Linked DNA regions of Ovis aries: region 2 is linked to region 1. Evidence: chromatin contacts called from public Hi-C data. All regions are on one chromosome and are shown on one strand. Each heading gives the region's core, a stretch centred on a gene start, on an enhancer-like site or on the middle of the called end of the contact. The rest is flanking DNA. Distances are from core to core; before and after follow the strand shown. Region 1 overlaps EHD4 (EH domain containing 4). Region 2 holds the start of EHD4 (EH domain containing 4).

Region 1 (6,027 bases), core at 3,512-6,011:
TGCCCTCCTCCAGGGGATCTTCTCTACCCAGGGATTGAGCCCGTGTCTCTTGCATCTCCTGCATTGGCAAGCGGGTTCTTTATCACTAGACCACCTGGGAAGCCCAGGAGATGATTGTCTGATTCTAAATCACCTATCTGTACCCCAGCCTGCTAACGAGTGGCACAAGAGACTGTCCACCACACCTTCAGGGTCTGTGGTACCCAAGGAACCCATGCTAACCCCCATCCAACAGGAAGAGCAATCAGCAAAGTACAACTGGTATCCTCCCCCAGTGTGCATGCCAGACACAACCTTTTCTTCAGTCTGTTTATGAACCTTCAGTTACCAAATGAGAGAGGCATTGGGTCAGAGAGACAAGTCCATCCTCCCTATTGGAAAAGTAAATCCACACACAGGGCCTTCAGTGGGTGGCTTCAAAACATCATCCCGGCCCCCAGGGATCAGCACCATCTTTCATCCGCTGAGCATCTCCTACCCAGGATCTAGGCTTTCTGGTGCACAGGTCAGTCTCAAATGACAGAACCCACATTACCTTAGGAGGTTTGCTCTGGCCTCACAGGGACAGAACCAAGTGAAATGTTAACTCAGAATCTTCATATCCTACGCTATGACCTGTTCCATAGGTCTTTGCCTTTCCTCTGATCTAAACTGGCTGCTGACAGCAATGAAAAACTCTAGCCCACATTCTGGAAACTGCCTTTGGTCTCCTTTCCCCCACCCAAGGAATCAGGGAGTCCCTCATTGAGACAGAAAGAGAAGTGAAAGGCCTGAGCTGGCAGCGTACACGCACATGCGCAGTGACATAAAGCCCTGCATCCAGGGTCTGTGGTTTCCTCTGGGGAGGAGGTTGAGGACAGGGCTTGGGGAGGGGGTCATGGGGGCTTCAGCACTTTCGTGAATGTTCTCCTTACTTAAATGTATCTTTTTATTTTTCAAGTTTTGGCCGTGCTGGGTCTTCATTGTGGCACATGGGCTTTCTCTGGCTATGGTGCGTGGGCTCCGTAGTTGCAGCCCGTGAGGTTCTCTAGTTGTGGCCCCTGGGCTTAATTGCCCTGTGGTGTATAGGATCTTAGTTCCCCCACCAGGGATCGAACCCCCCTCCCTTGCATTAGAAGGCGGATTCCCAACCACTGGACTACCAGGGAAGTCCCTGTTTAAATGTATCTGAATCCAGTTTGCTTGCCCAGTTATTCCTCTTACACCTGTTCTTCAATTCATGGAAACTTTAGTTCATGGACCCCCTTTATTTCTTTCTAATAGCTCATTCTCCTTTAGGCGTCTCCTTTAGCTCATCTACTTTAGATGCCTCGCTTCCTCCATCCCCAGAATCAACCAGCATCCGCAAACCCATATAACCTGTTTGTATTCGAGCTGCAGTACATATCCATAGGTTACTGAGTGGTGCTTTGTTTTTTACCATTGTAAGTGAATGTTATCATGCTATACATGTGCTTTTGAAACTGATTTTTGTGTGTGTGAGATTTGCCTGTGTTGACAAGTGAAAATCTAGTTCACCCTCGCTGCTATGTGGTATTTTATTTAAATAAACTACACTTCAATTTTTTAAAAATATTTGAAGCAAAGAAGGTCAAGTGAAAATTTCTTAAAGGTACAAGGTGGGCACGTCAACATTCATCACATTATTCTCTAGACTGTTATATGTGTTTGGAAATTTTCCAGATCTAAATATAGAGGCAAGAGCATGAAAAGTAGGGTCAGGAAATATCCCTTTTGGGTTCTGACTGCACTGCTTTGAGGCTTGATTCTAGAGCTAATCAGCCTTGAGAATAAAAATAAGCCCGGGAGACTGGCCCCTTCTGTTTGCTTCTCATGGGACTTGCCTCCCTGAGAAATGCTCAGAAGCCTTGACCACAAGCCGAGAGGAGTGTTGATTTGGGTGCGTGATTTGGAGTGTGTTGGTACACAGCCAAAGTAAAATAAACAGAATTGTCATGGGTCTGGTCATTTTTAGAAAGAAATTGGCAAGAGACCATTTCATGGAATGGCTGTGAAACACAATTTTAAAAATATTTACAACATACTTAAGATATAAATAGTCCAAACGATAAATACAGGTCACGGTTTGGGCCAGGTCAACCTCTGATCTCAACACTCTTAAAAATTTAGATAGATGGAAATTTCCCTTTTGTGGTACTTCCTGTACACTCCACAAGACTTCGAGTGGCCACTAGATTTCTTCCTTCTCCAGCTCTGCTACTTTCAGAAAAGTGAGACTTTGGTAGAAATTGAGAGCTTTTGAACCATGGCCTGTATTTTTTCAGGGCCATTACTCAATTTTGCCATTAAACTGAAAGACTGTACTAGGTGAAACAAGAGACTCCTGGGGGCTAAAAGAAATTACAGATATGGAAGCAAGCATTGCCTAGGCAGAGTGACCACAGTATCCCCTGGTACTGCCCACGAAAGGACTCCCAGCATCCCCAGTGTTAACTCTATGCATCCAGCCCAGGGCCCCATTTGAAACAGTTTTCATATCATGAGTCCTCCCCTTCCTCCAGCTTAAAGACCGGGCACTCTCCCTGGCAGCTGCTGGAGACCCACGTGGTTCTGAGCCCCCTGCCAGCACATTCCCTGCAGCAGTCATCCGCACTGACCTGCCCCTTCCCTCCCCACAGGGTATGACTTCTGCCAGGTCCTTCAGTGGTTCGCTGAGCGGGTGGACAGGATTATCCTGCTCTTCGATGCACACAAACTGGACATCTCAGACGAGTTCTCAGAGGCCATCAAGGCTTTCCGGGGCCAGGATGACAAGATCCGTGTTGTGCTGAACAAGGCCGACCAAGTGGACACGCAACAGCTGATGCGAGTCTATGGAGCCCTCATGTGGTCCCTGGGCAAGGTCATCAACACGCCTGAGGTGCTACGCGTCTACATCGGCTCCTTCTGGACGCAGCCCCTGCAGAACACTGACAACCGACGGCTCTTTGAGGCCGAGGCCCAGGACCTGTTCAGAGACATCCAGAGCCTTCCCCAGAAGGCGGCAGTGCGCAAACTCAACGACCTCATCAAGCGAGCGCGGCTGGCCAAGGTAAGCTGGAGACCCCCAGCAGCAGCCTGGGCAGGGACTCTTCCCACATGCACCTCTGTAAGGGAAAATAGGCAGAGGTTCTACCCCAGGAGCCTCAGGGAACAGGACATGGAAGGGTTATGAAGCAAGCCTGACCATCAGTATCTTCTTTAGATTCTGGCTCCTACCTCTGTGATCTTGGGCAAATGACTCCTTTCCAAGCCTGACTCAACCTATAAAATGGAACTAGTAAGAGCACAGGGTGCTTGGGAGGGTTGAGTGACCTGGCTTGCAGAGTGCTTGACGTAGCACCCGGGACTTGAGGAAATGCATGCACTTACCACCTGGATGCTGCTGCTATGTTAGGATGGCAGGAAGATAACCCACCGAACCAGAGAGAGGTGGCGTTGGTGGGACCAGTGGGGTGCCGAGGGACCAGCACTCATCACCCTGTGCCTAAGGCATGGAGCCCTGTGTCACACGAGGGCACAGAGAGGCCACAGGAGGTTGGCTCAGCCCAGCCCACCAACTATGCCATTTCGGGAAGGGGTACACCATATCCCCATTCTGGGCTGTGGTTCCCACTCTCCAGCCTTACGGCTGAGCCTTTTAGCAGCCCCAGGAGTCTGTGCCTCCAGGTGGTAGGCAGTGATCTAACCACCCTCGTGTTAACAGCATAGTCTATTTTGCTGTGCCTCTGAAGAGAGGGGAACATGTGACTCCTCTAAGAAAAAGTACAGGAAAAAAAAAAAAGTTCTTTAAAAGCTATATATACATTTCATAAAATGATAGTCCTCTAACACCACAAGTGCCTCCAGAGTTTATCTAGTCCCAGTGATCATCAGAAGCGTCCAGGAGCTTTAAGCAATGTAAGTTTCCAAGCCCTGCCCCAGAGCCTCTAATTGGGGGGAGAGAGAGAGAGAGAGAGAGAGAGTGTGTGTGTGTGTGTCTGTCTGTCTGTCTGTCTGTCTGTGTTGTCTGTCTGTCTGTGTGTGTTGTCTGTCTGTCTGTGTGTGTTGTCTGTCTGTCTGTATGTGTGTAAAGCTCCCCGAGTGATTCTGATGATCAGTTGAGTTTGGGAACCAGAGGTCTTTAGTGACAAAGGACTAAAGACAGCCCTCCTGGCTTCCAGTCTGGCCTTCTGCTTTGACCTTGTCCCTTCTGCTAGAAGCAGTCCTGGGCCTGCCTCTCCAGATGCCTGGTCAGGAGGCCTCATTTTTCCTTCAGCTTCTGATGGCAGAGAACCTGCATCTCCCCACTTCCTCTTGCTGCACCACGAGTGGCTTCTGCTCTGGCCTGGGGGCCCACAGGCCAGCCGTCTAGAGTCGACCATTACTTTGCCTACTTCAGTCAACAGCACCCTACGCCAGGGCTGGGCAGCCTAGTCAGGTGAAGGAGGGGGCGCCAAACTCCCCTCTTGAGAATGGTGAGCTGTGAGTGCCCAGGTGTAGACACTGTGCTCTGAGAAGGGACCTGGCTGGGGCAGGGAGCAGGGAGGGCTCCACTGAGGGTGACCGACGTGCAGGTGACCAGCTGTCCAGCCCCTCCTCACTGCCTGCATGCCCATGTGCTCAGGGCAGCATCCCTCCTGGCTGCGACCTGACACCCCCCTGGCTGCTACCCCGCCCATCATCCCTGGATCTGCTCTTTCCTCTTGCTCCCCCTAAGGCTTTTTCACACCCTCCATCCGTGTGGTTCCGCTGATCTGCAGTCACCTGTGCTCCTGAGTCATAGCTCTTTATCTTTTCTTCTTGTACAGGCTGCTTCCTTCCCGGAACAGCCACTTTTGTTCCAGTTCTGCAAGGCTTGTAAATCCACTAATTTGCAGCTCTCCTGAGATGGTTTCCCTCCCTGGCTCAGTGGCAGGAAGTCTGTTTTTGCCGAGTTAGTGACCCCTGGTATGTGGTCTTTCTCTTCTCTGGCTGATATAACTGAAATTCACCTTCAGGGTACGTAATACCCAAAATGATTGTATAACCAAGGCTGGTAAATGATGTCATAGCCTTTGCAGATTTCAAGATCTTTTAACTATTTTTTAATATCCATGGAATTTCTTTTTAAATTTATGAGGCATCACTGAGGGCCTGGTAACTCAAGATGCAGCTATGTTTGATCATATAAATAAGTAAAAGGCAAAAGGCTCACTGGGGGTGCCAGGAGCATGGGATTTTGCTGCCATCCTGGCACCTTGGGCCCTGTGAAGGGGCTGGCGTGGCCTGGGTTTAGAGGCACAGAATGCTGCTGTGTGTACTGACACGGGAATAATGAAAGCCCTTGTGTAGAGGCGGGGGGTGGGGCAGGGGGCAGTCAAATTGCTGAGCTTACTTCTAGGAAAAAAGCTGGTCTTCATTTTTTTCTTCTTCCTAAGAATAGTATCTGGCTTGTTCCTTTTCATAAAGGAAAATGTTTGAAGTACGGATGTTTCCAGCCTGAGCTGTGCCAGTGTGTTCCTGGGGCGGCACAAGGCTGGCAGGGGGGCAGGAAACAGTCTCAGGCAGAGAAGAAGCTGAACTCAGCACAATAGCCTTGACCACTAACCAGTGCCATCCACTTCCTACACCGTCTGCAGTTTTATGTTCCATTTGTGAACTTGTTGCTGAAATGGACAAGGGGTCACCTGAGCTTTGCTCTTTGAAGTGTTCCTGTTTCATAAAAATGCTCTTGGGTTTTGATATATTCATCTTTCTTTCTCCTGATCCAGTTTTCCTTTGGCAGGCCAACCTTGACTAAGGGTCTATAATGTTCTAGAAGCCCCACAATTTGCATTGCATATGTTATTTTATCTGATCCTGCCCACAGTACGCAAAGTTGGGCATTCATTTCTCATACAAGGGAAATGAAGCTCAGAAAGGTGACCTTACTTACCCAAAACTTCCCAGCCTGAAGTTATAGATTCAAACCAGGGCCTGACCCCCTGGTCTGGAAAGCATTCACCTGAAATGCAGCGTGGACAGCATCTGTTGGTCTTTACTATGCCCTTGCTTTCTGCATTAATC
Region 2 (5,587 bases), core at 3,066-5,565, 68 kb before region 1:
TGCTAAACTCATTAGTTCTACCAGCTTTTTTGGTGAAGTAAGTGTGTGAAAGTCTCTGTTGTGTCCAACTGTTTGTGACCCCATGGACTATACAGTCCGTGGAATTCTCCAGGCCAGAACACTGGAGTAGGTATCCTTTCCCTTCTCCAGGGGATTTTCCCAACCCAGGAATTGAACCCAGGTCTCCTGCATTGCTGGTGGATTCTTTACTAGCTGAGTCACAAGGGAAGCCCCAGCTCTTTTGGTAGATTCCTTAGAATTTTCTACATAGATGGTTATATTTTCTGCAAATAAAGATGGTTTTACTTTTTTCTATCCAATCTAGATAGCTTTTCTTTTACTTGCCTTATTGTACTGACTAGAATCTTAGTAGGATGCTAAATGGGCTTCCCTGGTAGCTCAGCTGGTAAAGAATCTGCCTGCAATGCAGGAGACTTGGGTTCAGTCCCTGGGTTGGGAAGATCCCTTGGAGGAGAGGGCATGAGAATCCATTATAGTATTCTTGCCTGGAGAAGCCCCATGCACAGAGGAGCCTGGAGGGCTGCAGTCCATAGTGTTGCAGAGTCAGACAAGACAGAGCGATTAAACACAGGCACAGCACAGCATGTTAAATAGAAGTGGTAAAAGCATACATCTTTGCCATTTCTGATCTCAGAAGGAAAGTTCTCAGTCATTTCATCTTAAGTTTTACGTTGAGAAGCAGAAGTCTTGAATATGCATTTTCAAGATTTTTGGTAAGTATGGACTCCAGAAAAGAGCCAATTTATCCCATCTCCAGCAATGTATGAGAAGGTACCTCTCCCTACACCTGGCTAACATTAGACATCATCTTAGAAAAATAAAAGTCTGTAATTCTTAAATGTTACCTGTTCATTTTAAATTTTTGTATCTGATTATTAATGGAGATCAGCATCATTTAGTTTACTGGTCAACTATATTAGTTTTTCTAGTTGTCTATGTCCTTTGCTCATTGGTCTAATTGAGTATTTTCTTTCTTAATAATTTCATATAGATTTTTAAAGTTTTAATTCCTTAATTAAATACATATGATATAATATGTCTGTAATATTTTGCCCTATTTGTCTTTTGACCTTTACTTTGGCTTATGGGTTTTTTTTTTTAATGTGGACTGTTTCAAAAATCTTATTGACTTTGTTACAATATTCCTTCTCTTTTAAGTTTGTTTGGGGTTTTTTTGCCCCAAGGCATGTGGGATCCTAGCTCTCTGACCAGGGACGGAACTGCACTCCAGGCATTGGAAGGTGCAGTCTTAACCACTGGACCGCCAGGGAAGTCCCTGTTTGGTTTTTTATTTATATACTACATTTAATAGAATTTTTTAGAGTGGTTTTAGATTCACAGCAAAATGAAGTATAAAGTAAAGAGAGTTCCCATGTATCCTTTATCCCTGCAATACAGCCTTCCCACTATCGACATCCCACACAACCAACATCCTGCACCAGAGTGGTACATATGTTACCATTGATGAACCTAACCTATACCGACACATCACTGTCACCCCAAATCCATAGTTTACATTAGGATTCACTCTTGGTGTTATAGATTCTATGGGTTTGGACAAATGTGTAATGATATATATCCACAATTACATCATCATACAGAATAGTTCCACTGCCCTACAAACCTTCTAACCTCTTCCTACTCATCCTCCCCTCCTCTCTAACCCCTGGAAACCACTGATATTTTTATAGTCTCCATAGTTTTGCCTTTTTCCAGAATGTCATACTGTTTCAATGATACAGTATGTAGCCTTTTTACACTGGCTTCTTTCACTTAGTAATATAGATTTAAGCTTCCTTTACATCTTTTCTTGGCTTGGTAGCTCATTTATTTTTAGCTGAATAATATTTTATTGTCTAACTGTACCACAGTTTATTTATCCATTCACCTAGATAAGGATATCTTAGTTGCTTCCAAGTTTGGGCAACTATGAATAAACCAACTGTAAATATTTACATGCAGTTCTTATATGGACATAAGTTTTCAACTCATTTGGGTAAATACCAAGGAGAGAAAATTCTGAATTATATGGCAAGAGTATGTTTTTAAGTGGTTTTTATTTATTTAAAAAAAACCCACATTGAAGCCTTTAGTTTTTTGCTGACAAAGCTATCAACCTTTTTTCATAATTTCTATCTTTGGTTTTGATTAGAAAGGCTTTTCCCTTCCAAAATTTTACAAATCTTCAGTAACTTCTAAAGTAGTAGTAGTTCTAGTAGATCTATGGTTTTTTTTTATTTTTACATTTCAAGCTTTGTTTTATTTTGATGAGGCAGATATCTAACTAGATTTTTTTTCTTGGATTTCTCATCACTTTCTTAGTCACATATAGCTCCCTCTAAATATTTTATCCACAATTCCAAAAAAGTTCCCATTTTACAAACAAGAAAACTGAGGCAAAGAGACAACTCATTGCATTTAAGATCACATAAGTGTGTTAGTCACTCAGTCGTGTCTGACTCTTTGCAATCTCATGAACTGTAGCTCACCAGGCTCCTCTGCCCATGGGATTCTCCAGGCAAGAATACTAAAATGGGTTGCCATTTCCTTCTCCAGGGGATCGTCCCGAACCAGGGATTGAACCTGGGTCTCCGGCATGGCAGGCAAATTCTTTACCATCGTAGGGAAGCCCCTACAATCATATAGCCATTAATTTATACAGTCAGAATTCAAACCTAGGTCTTTTTATGCCAAATCCTGTTCTTTCCACCACAGCCCTGGTACTCAAATAATGATCCATGAACAAGCACCATTGGGCAACACCTACCTGGGAGCTTGTTAGAAACACAGTCTTAGGTAACATCCCATATCCACTGAATCAGAATCTGCATTAATATCAAATGTGAGAAGTCTGTTGTGATACTATTTCCCCCAGATTAGAATACATCAGCATCAGCTGGGAATAGTTGTTGAGCTTCATCCTTCTCCAATATTTTAACTCAGGAGGACAGGGGTGATGACCAGACATCTGCATTTTAACAACCATCTCAAGTTTTCTTATGCAGGTACCCCCTTCCCCACCACCACCAGCACCACACTTGAGAAATGCACTGAAACAATGGAGACATTCTAAAACTGTAACGTAGGACACCACAAGTGATGGCTGATTATTTCTCCCTATCTCAGTTTAGATGTATCCTTCAGTTCAGTTCAGTTCATTTCAGTCCTTCAGTCGTTACCGACTCTTTGCAACCCTATGGGCTGCAGCACACCAGGCTTCCCTGTCCATCCAGCTCCCCGACCTTGCTCAAACTCATGTCCACTGAGTCGGTGATGCCATCCAACCATCTCATCCTGTCCTCCCCTTCTCCTCCTCCCTTCAATCTTTCCCAGCATCAGGCTGTTTTCCAGTGAGGCAGTTCTTCACATCAGGTGGCCAAAGCATTGGAGCTTCAGCATCAGTCCTTCCAATGAATACTCAGGACTGATTTCCTTTGGGATTAACTGGTTTGATCTCCTTGCAGTCCAAGGGACACTAGTCTTCTCCACCGATGTATCCTTATGACCTGAAAAAGAGACTGCTACAGGCTAACAGTAACTCTTTTTATGGCAATATGTGGCAATGAGGTTGTAATAATAAGGATAACTAAACCTTCAAATTTACAGAAAATCACATAAAGAAAACTAAGGGCAAAAGCCTTCGCTCGATCCAGAAGTTTGTGGAGGCAGCATGGAGAAACATTTACCCAAGTAGATTGAAATCTACTATCCCAACTTCAAATTTGGTCAGTTACGTCCTTGAGTCAGGGTTTCCTCACAGGTAAAGTCAGAGTAATAATAAGCTGCCAGTAGGTAGAAAGAACCCACCTGTTAACTTTTTAAACTTTTGTCCCCAGCGTCGTAGGGCTGGGATGAAAAAACGTCCCAGGAAACTAAGCAGCCTCCAGAGGCGCGCGGGCGCGCGTGTGTGTTTCTTTGCCAGCTTGTGTGAGTGTGTGTGTTTCTTTGCCAGCTCAGATTTGCCCGGAAATCTACGCCACCTGGCTAGAGGTGGGGCGCGGGCAACCAACCACACCCAGCCCCTCGGTTTGCCGGTCTGCGCTGGCAAGTTAGAGAAACACCCTCTTCCTCGCCCAGTCCTCCAGAAAGACTCGGTCATCAATAATTCATTAAAACACTCGTCTCCATTGGCTGGCGCCTCCACTCGGGCCGGCAGCGGTCCAATGAGAAAGCACTTGAAAGATCCTTCTGAATAATGAACACACGCCCGTGACGTAGCGACCGGAGACTGGCTGAGTTGGCGCGAGGCGGGGCCAGCTCCGGCGGCGGCGAGGGCTGTTGGGGCTGCTCAGTGCCAGCTGGGGAGGGTCGAGCCCGGAGTGGGGTCAGAGCCCGGGACCGGCACTGAGAGGGCGAGCGCGGGGCACAGACGAGCGGGCCGGCGGCAAGATGTTCAGCTGGTTAGGGCGGCAGGCGGGCGGGCGCGGAGGTACGGGCGCGGACCCGGTGCAGACCGTGACGGGTGGCCTGCGCTCGCTCTACCAGCGCAAGGTGCTGCCGCTGGAGGAGGCGTATCGCTTCCACGAGTTCCACTCGCCGGCGCTGGAGGACGCCGACTTTGAGAACAAGCCCATGATCCTGCTGGTGGGCCAGTACAGCACCGGCAAGACCACCTTCATCAGGTAATCCTCCCCGCCCCCTCCGCCCTCCTGCCTGCACACCTGTCCTCGTCACCTAGGTGGAGACGTCCTCCTCCCCACGTGCGCGCCTGTTGTTACCAGCCTCCTGCCGGCTTCCTGCAGCGCCCCCTTCTCCTTCGAGGAATCCCCTCTCTGCCGCTTTCTCCAGCATTGGCGCGGCCTCAGGTTCCCCGTCCGAGCGCGGTTCCCCTCTGTCTGAAGCCCTGCCCCGGGACCCGCCGCCGAAGTGAGGGCAGGCTCTCCCTACGCGGCCGAGAGGGTCCTCAGAACCGCCCTCCCGCCCCGTCTCTGCTTACTACGAGCCCTCCTTCCTTGCGTTTGGAAAGGCACTCCTCTGACTGGCTTTATCTTGTCACCCCAGCCTGGGAGCCCCGGGATGGGAGGAAAAGCAAGGCTATAATAAGCACCTTCTTGACGAGCAAGTGAGACCAAGGGCTGGAAATGGGGACAAAAGTGTGGGGTGTCAGAATGGATTATTGAGTCAAGTTGGAAAGTTAAGCCCTAGCACAGTGCCCGGGGTATAACTATTTACTGAATGAAAGAATGGCAACAGTAGAGGGTATTGCCCACGCCCCCTTCCATTGCGGCCCTGCATCCCGCCCCCAACACTGTGTTCAGGGAGACCGAGTAGAGAGGCCGCCTTCGTTCAGCTCGTGCACAGCCTCTCTATCCTGCCATAGGAAGTTAGCTGTGTGTAGCCGCCGAACCAGCCAGCGCCCAGTGGAGCTCAGGGGGAGTGTCATATTACTACTGGTTAGTTTCCATTTCTTAGGTGGGTCATTCCCTTCTCCGTCACCCTTGACAACTGAAAATATTTGTCATGCTTGCCATGTCTCCAAAAGCAAACAATTACTGTGGGTGCCTTGACATCCAAATGATATAGGTCCCTCGGAAGTGGTTTTTAATGGGAAATAATTTACATTGTA

Evidence for each region. Hi-C and Micro-C count contacts between places; a contact is called where the count stands out from the background.
Region 2: a Hi-C map of hypothalamus shows a contact between it and region 1, with 1.6 times the contacts expected there. The contact joins the promoter of EHD4 here to the enhancer-like site in region 1. A contact is called at or near these places in 2 of 16 Hi-C or Micro-C datasets (hypothalamus and omental adipose tissue).

What each region holds. Positions count from the first base shown.
Region 1 is chr7:35,524,870-35,530,896 of ARS-UI_Ramb_v3.0, reverse strand. EHD4 (EH domain containing 4) reads left to right here. Exons shown (of 6, transcript XM_004010473.5): 4 at 2,640-3,052. Among named protein-coding and RNA genes, the nearest start is that of SPTBN5, 19 kb to the right of the region's middle. Within about 2 kb of position 4,761, at least 19 of the 54 cell types and tissues checked have an H3K27ac peak or open chromatin away from gene starts, as enhancers often do. A contact at or near this core is called in hypothalamus, where this site is marked.
Region 2 is chr7:35,593,235-35,598,821 of ARS-UI_Ramb_v3.0, reverse strand. EHD4 (EH domain containing 4) reads left to right here and starts at 4,315. Exons shown (of 6, transcript XM_004010473.5): 1 at 4,315-4,643. The coding sequence starts at 4,411. LOC121820063 (a long non-coding RNA gene) reads right to left here and starts at 4,061. Exons shown (of 2, transcript XR_006060521.2): 1 at 3,829-4,061; 2 at 1-3,527.